Regions from separate parts of the Mus musculus genome. Here region 2 is linked to region 1. A link is a contact called in public promoter capture Hi-C data. All regions are on one chromosome and are shown on one strand. The core of a region is the stretch at or near the end of the contact, and the rest is flanking DNA. Distances in the headings are between cores, read along the strand shown. Region 1 holds the start of Ate1 (arginyltransferase 1). Region 2 overlaps Ate1 (arginyltransferase 1).

What was found. Promoter capture Hi-C pulls out the DNA fragments that hold promoters and counts their contacts.
Region 2: a contact with region 1 is called in a promoter capture Hi-C map of the HPC-7 cell line, with 2.4 times the contacts expected there. The contact joins the enhancer-like site here to the promoter of Ate1 in region 1. A contact is called at or near these places in 8 of 39 promoter capture datasets (the 3T3-L1 cell line, 3T3-L1-derived adipocytes, the C10 cell line and 4 more), 1 of 15 datasets of contacts at CTCF or cohesin (CD8 T cells), 4 of 484 Hi-C or Micro-C datasets (the AML12 cell line, the G1E-ER4 cell line, embryonic stem cells and 1 more), 4 of 115 datasets of contacts at active chromatin or transcription factors (the SCID.adh cell line, cardiomyocytes and embryonic stem cells) and 2 of 9 other capture datasets (adipose tissue and pancreatic islet).

The regions. Positions count from the first base shown.
Region 1 is chr7:130,518,136-130,520,835 of GRCm38.p6, forward strand. Ate1 (arginyltransferase 1) reads right to left here and starts at 1,445. Exons shown (of 12, transcript NM_013799.3): 1 at 1,221-1,445. The coding sequence starts at 1,326. Gm4275 (putative uncharacterized protein ZNRD1-AS1) reads left to right here and starts at 1,456. Exons shown (of 4, transcript XR_869987.2): 1 at 1,456-1,710.
Region 2 is chr7:130,472,690-130,475,389 of GRCm38.p6, forward strand. All of the region lies in intron 8 of Ate1 (arginyltransferase 1), which reads right to left. Among named protein-coding and RNA genes, the nearest start is that of Ate1, 46 kb to the right of the region's middle. Within about 2 kb of position 1,387, at least 22 of the 459 cell types and tissues checked have an H3K27ac peak or open chromatin away from gene starts, as enhancers often do. A contact at or near this core is called in the HPC-7 cell line and myeloid progenitors, where this site is marked.

The sequences.
Region 1 (2,700 bases), core at 195-2,694:
CAACAAATCTTGAAGCACAAAATATTTATATTGTCCAATTTTCTCTAATACGAAATTACTAGGGGTAGGGGTAGTAAGGTCCTCCCTATTAAAATATGTTTCAGTCACATAATACTGGCAAATATTATAGTCAGAATATAAAAATTCTGAAAAAGAATAGTATCTCTATCACTCAAAGTGAGCCACTGTCATTTGATGTGCTTTCTTGGCCTTATTTGGGCTTTATTGGACCGTATTCCTCTCAGCTGTCACGTGTACTCGGCTGTCATCTGCATCCTGTTTATTTAACCCTATGCTCCAAGCGTTTTTTTCACTTAACTGGTCTTCGTAATCCGTGCATCTAACGATTGTATAACTGTCTACCCAAGGCCGCGGTTCACCTAATAATACACTTTCTCCTAATAAACACTTTTAATGCATCCATAAACCAAAATCCCGTGCACAGCCAAACCACTAAACTGTCTTTCAAAACGGGTAAATCTCTAACCTAAATTTATAGTCAAGTTACCTTGCTTCCACCTGCAGGATTATTCTAAACCATCCATCCTAGATTCTGTATTTGCCGATCATGACACGGCAGACAATAAGTACATATTCGGCTTACAAACAAATCTTCCGTAAGAAACCTGAATCCTAGCCCGGTGGTGATGCACACCTTTGATCCCAGACCCTCGGGAGGCAGGGGCAGGCGGATCTCTGAATTCCAGGCCAGCCTGGTCTACAGAGTGGATTCCAGGACAGCCAGAGCTACACAGAAAACGTTTGTCTCGAAAAGCCAGAAAAATAAAATAAAATAAAAAGAAAAGAAACCTAAAGCCTGAAGGAACACCGTTATTACGGTCTTCAAGATGGATTGGCACAATGACATGGTATAAATCCCTGATTTAAAAAAAAAGTCGAGCAGGTATTTTATCAAAATATCAAGCCGATCTCGGTTTCCAGTACGTTCTCCCAGACACTTTCTCCAAAATGACAGCGAACAGGTGTGCACGCACACGCCCCTCTACACATGCAGCAGGGGGCCTCGGCTGCCGCGGGGATGGATGCAGGGCGGCCGTCAGCTCCCAGGAGCCTCCCCATCTCCCTTCCCGTCTCCCAGAGCAGCCGCTGAGGGAGCAAGGGTGGAGGACACCCGGCTCTTCACGACGCTCCCCCAGGCTGCGGCCACCCAAGACCCTCACAGAGCCCGAAGCACACGCCCGCCGGCCGAGCTCGCTCACCATAGGAGCGACTGCCCAACTTGTTCTTGCAGTAGCCACACTGGAAGGAGGTCTGGCCCTCAAAATACTCTACAAGGCTAGGTGAAGGCGCGCTCCAAGAAGCCATGTCCGCGACCCCGCCGCCGCTGCGCCACCCAGTCCTACGCAGCCGCCGCTACCGCCGCCTTCGCCTCCACCACCCCACAATGCAACGCGCGCGCCTCCGAAGATCGCGCGAAGCCACTCGAGTGCTCCCGGGCTGGAAGGACCGGACGCCCTACGTCACTGACGCCGCCCGCGCCATGTTGACTGCGGGCAGCCGTCCGCTAGTTCCGTTCCTCCTCTGTGAGGGGCGGCTACCCCCTAGGGAGGGCGAGGGCGGGAAGACCGGGATGGAAAGGAAGCCGGCTGAGGAGAGACCAATGGGACCGGGAAGCTGGAGTCGGGTGACCAACGGCCTCAACCCGCGCGGCAGGCCTGCCAGGACGTAGCGAGAGCCTGGCTGAAGCCGGTAAAGGCGACCTGGACGGCGGGACACTCACCACACGACGTCTTGCCCTCCCTGGACTCGCAGTAGCCGCAGTAGTAGCCGGCCTTCAGGCCCTTGTATTCCACCACCGAGGCCATGGCCGCCGCTGTGGGCTTGAGGAGCGGCCACGCCTCTCAGCGCGGGGAACCTCGGGGAAGGGCCGAGAGCGCGGGGGTTGCCGGGTTCGCGGCTCTCCGCCGATCCCCGGTCAGGCCACTGGCCGCCAGCCTGGGTTGCAGGGGTGCGTCTCGGAACCCAGTGTTTAGTGGCCAGCAGGTTACTTGTCCAGTCAACAGCAGTCCTTGTCACTGACGCGATCTCTCAGCCCGCTTTACAGATAGGGAAACTGAGGCTCCAGGTTGGGATTCACCCGGTCATTTGCGCTCTGTAGTTGAAGGTTAACCTCGAGTTCTGCGCCTGACCACCTGTGAGGAACGAGGAGCCGGAGCTGGCTTGATAGAGAGGGATCTAGAATCCAAACAACTCTGCTAGAGCGGAATGTCCAATGACGAAGCGACACTTTCCTCTTTTAAAGGGAGTTTTAAATATCACTCAAAAAGAATTTTTAACTCTTCAGGCTGAACATTTACATAATCTGAATTCACTCCATGGGTCTCCAATTTGCAAAGAACGTGTTTTAGGGAATGAGGTTGTGAGGCAAAGTGTAAAAATAAAGGCATGCTCCTACCAAGATAATATTCCTTAGCTTTCTCCTCTGCGTACACAGATGTTTAAGTCTGTCTGGCATAATTTCCATAGTCGACAATATGGTGAATTCCTTTTTGCAGTGTCTAGAAAGTGCAATCAGGAAACTTTTTTTTTTAATTATGTTTGTGGGTGTTTAGCCTGCAAGTAGATATGTGTACAACCTTCATCCAATGCTGGAGGCATCCAGAAGGCATTGTAGACCCTGAAACCTTGACGGGCAGACAATTCTGAGCCACTCATGTAAGATTGAAAGGATGGAAAAAT
Region 2 (2,700 bases), core at 137-2,636, 46 kb before region 1:
TCCAAACGTGGACTCTCCCAACTAAACAGTGTTTACTGAGCACTACGACCCAACCTTGGACTGCTCAGTGACTGGTCTGAGCTTCCTTCACTGCTGTTCAACCGGCAACTCCTGCTCTTACAGCCCTTCTTACAGGAACACATATTCCATGGTGACATAGCAGACTGAGAACTCAATGAATGCCGAGATCAAACAAGACTGATGTCCCCATGGAGACTAATCCACCCCAGGATTTACTATTCAAGGTTTTTCTGAAGCATTCACGCACAACTAATGGGCAATGAAAACTGTCAGGGAAGATGACCCTAATTTTGAACACAGCTAAGAAGGTCTTGGGAGGAATGATGAATAGTTCTACTCGCTGAAGGAAAGCTAGCTAACCCAGCAAGAAAATAGCTTGAACTTTTAAGATCCCCAAACTAACTCAAGTGTGTGCAGAAAAATCTTGAACAAGACAAATCTGTGGCTTTTTTCTATTCAGTGTTTGAATTTCTACTTTAAGCGTGCTTTCTTTAGTCTCAAAATCCACTTTTACATTTTAGTCACCCTGGGGTCCTATAAAGGAAGACTTCAGTGACTGTCATTTCATTTCACAAAGCAATACACATCTCCAATTTCTACTGTCTCAACAATCACGTGATGCCCAAAACCTAACTGAGGAACGTCAACCTCCTGACCAATCAGCTTCAGGAGAACTGTCTGGCCACATATGCAAGATGCTTGCATTGTACTCACCACAGCAAACTCAAGACAAGAAAGGATGTCTTCAGTTCAACTGTTGGGCCTTACTGGCAGCTCTGCCCGAGCCAGAACTGCCCAACAGGCCTTAGATGCAAGGGAAGGGAACAGCTATCAAAGGACAATCTAGTGCTTTTGTTCCAGATTTCTAATTGGTGCCTTTGAGTAATAACACTCCCAAGTCAAGTGTATGGGACACAATCTGAAACTATAGGATTCTTTCCTTACATATACAGCTACAAGAAACAAAACCCTGCTCCTCTCTGGTTTGGCCCAGTGGTTCAAGCCACAGCCCTGTCTTCCTCTTCTGATTATCATTATCACCAACAGACTGCTGGCCATCACCTACAAATAACTATGTTTTCACTAGGTCCCTCCTGCTTCCTGCTTTACCTCTTCAAATAAAGCTGGGCCTAAGTAATAGACTAAACCAGGTAAAGCTTTGCTCCCACCAGTTCACTGGCTGGCCATCTCCACAGCGCTCCAACTCATGCCAGCTCTCAGCACATCTGCTCCTCAGGGTACTCCACACTTAGGGAAATTATCCAAACTCCAGCTTAACAGCTCAGCCCCTTCCCTTCATGTCTCCATGGCTTCTTTCAATTCTCTCCCTCCCACCACTTCTCTTTCCAAATTCTGGCCGTTAGCAATACCTTACCACAGGAAGCTGCCTCACACTATTATGCTGACATAAGAGAAGTGAAGTCCCTGGGTCCTCCCAGAGTGTTTGCCTAAGTCTCTTCAGAAAGCCAAGCAGTTCGCCATTCAAAAAATCTTGAAAAATGGTTTGAAAGCTTTTATTCATGGCTTGTTAGCTAATATTATGAGGATTAATAAAATAATGCTAAAATATTAATTAAAGCATATCAATTTCAATACTGATAAGTCACAGAGAGGAAAACACAGCAGAGTCTGCGTCTGACTCATGTCATCTATTACAGTCTCTCTAAGATCATCCCTGCTCCTTCTGATTGCAATGACCATTCACCAGCTGACAGAAGTAAAATTCTTTCTGGCTTCTGGCTATTATGAATAATGCTGGTATAATCATTCATGTATGATTATTTATGTGGATACATATTTTTATTTCACTTAGGCATAATCAAAAGAAGTTTTGAAATTATAACGTTAAATATGATATTTTGAAAAACAACTGAACTACGGCTCTACATTTTGTTTTCCTATCATCAAAATAAGAGAGTTCTAATTTCTCTACATTGTGCCAATCTCTCTCTGTCGTTTGATTCTATTCATTTAATGAGTTCATGGTGATTTTTCTCTGGTTTTAACTTCCATTTCCCAAATGAATATCAACAGACTGTTTCTCTGGTGTTTTCTAGACCTCTGTCTCCCCTGGAGAAGCACAACATTGAGTAACTTACCCACATTTAACTAGGTTCTACTGCTGTTATTAGAGTGCTATTGTATTCTGCTGGTTCTTGATGCCAATTTAATTACATTCTCCATCCTCTTCAATTTAGTGAACTTTGTAAAATACTCCAGAATATGCTCTGGCGTGGTGTACTTGAAAATGTACCGATTTGAAATATCACAATGAAGCCCATCACTTTGTATGCTAACTTAAATTTTAAAGGGGGGCAGTGAAGGAGATGTAGTTCAGTAGCAGAGTACTTGCCTGGGCTATTCCATGCCCTGAATCCAATCTCTAGTACTGGGAGAAACAAAAAAACAAAGAGGAACAGCTGGGAAGCCAGTTAAAGCAGGAATGCTTTACAAATGAGCCATGCTATCTGTAGTTTATGACTTGCTTGACTTCAAACGTGGCTTTTTGTCACTGAGGAGTATAGTATTGATAGACACCAATTAAGTAAAACTGTGAGCACATTGTTCAAGCCTTCTAAATTATCTCTAACTTCATCTAAATGTCCTCTCAAAGTATCAAGAAATTGTCCTAAAATGTTTAAGTGTCACTGATTTGACAATTTCTCCTTCTCCTTCACT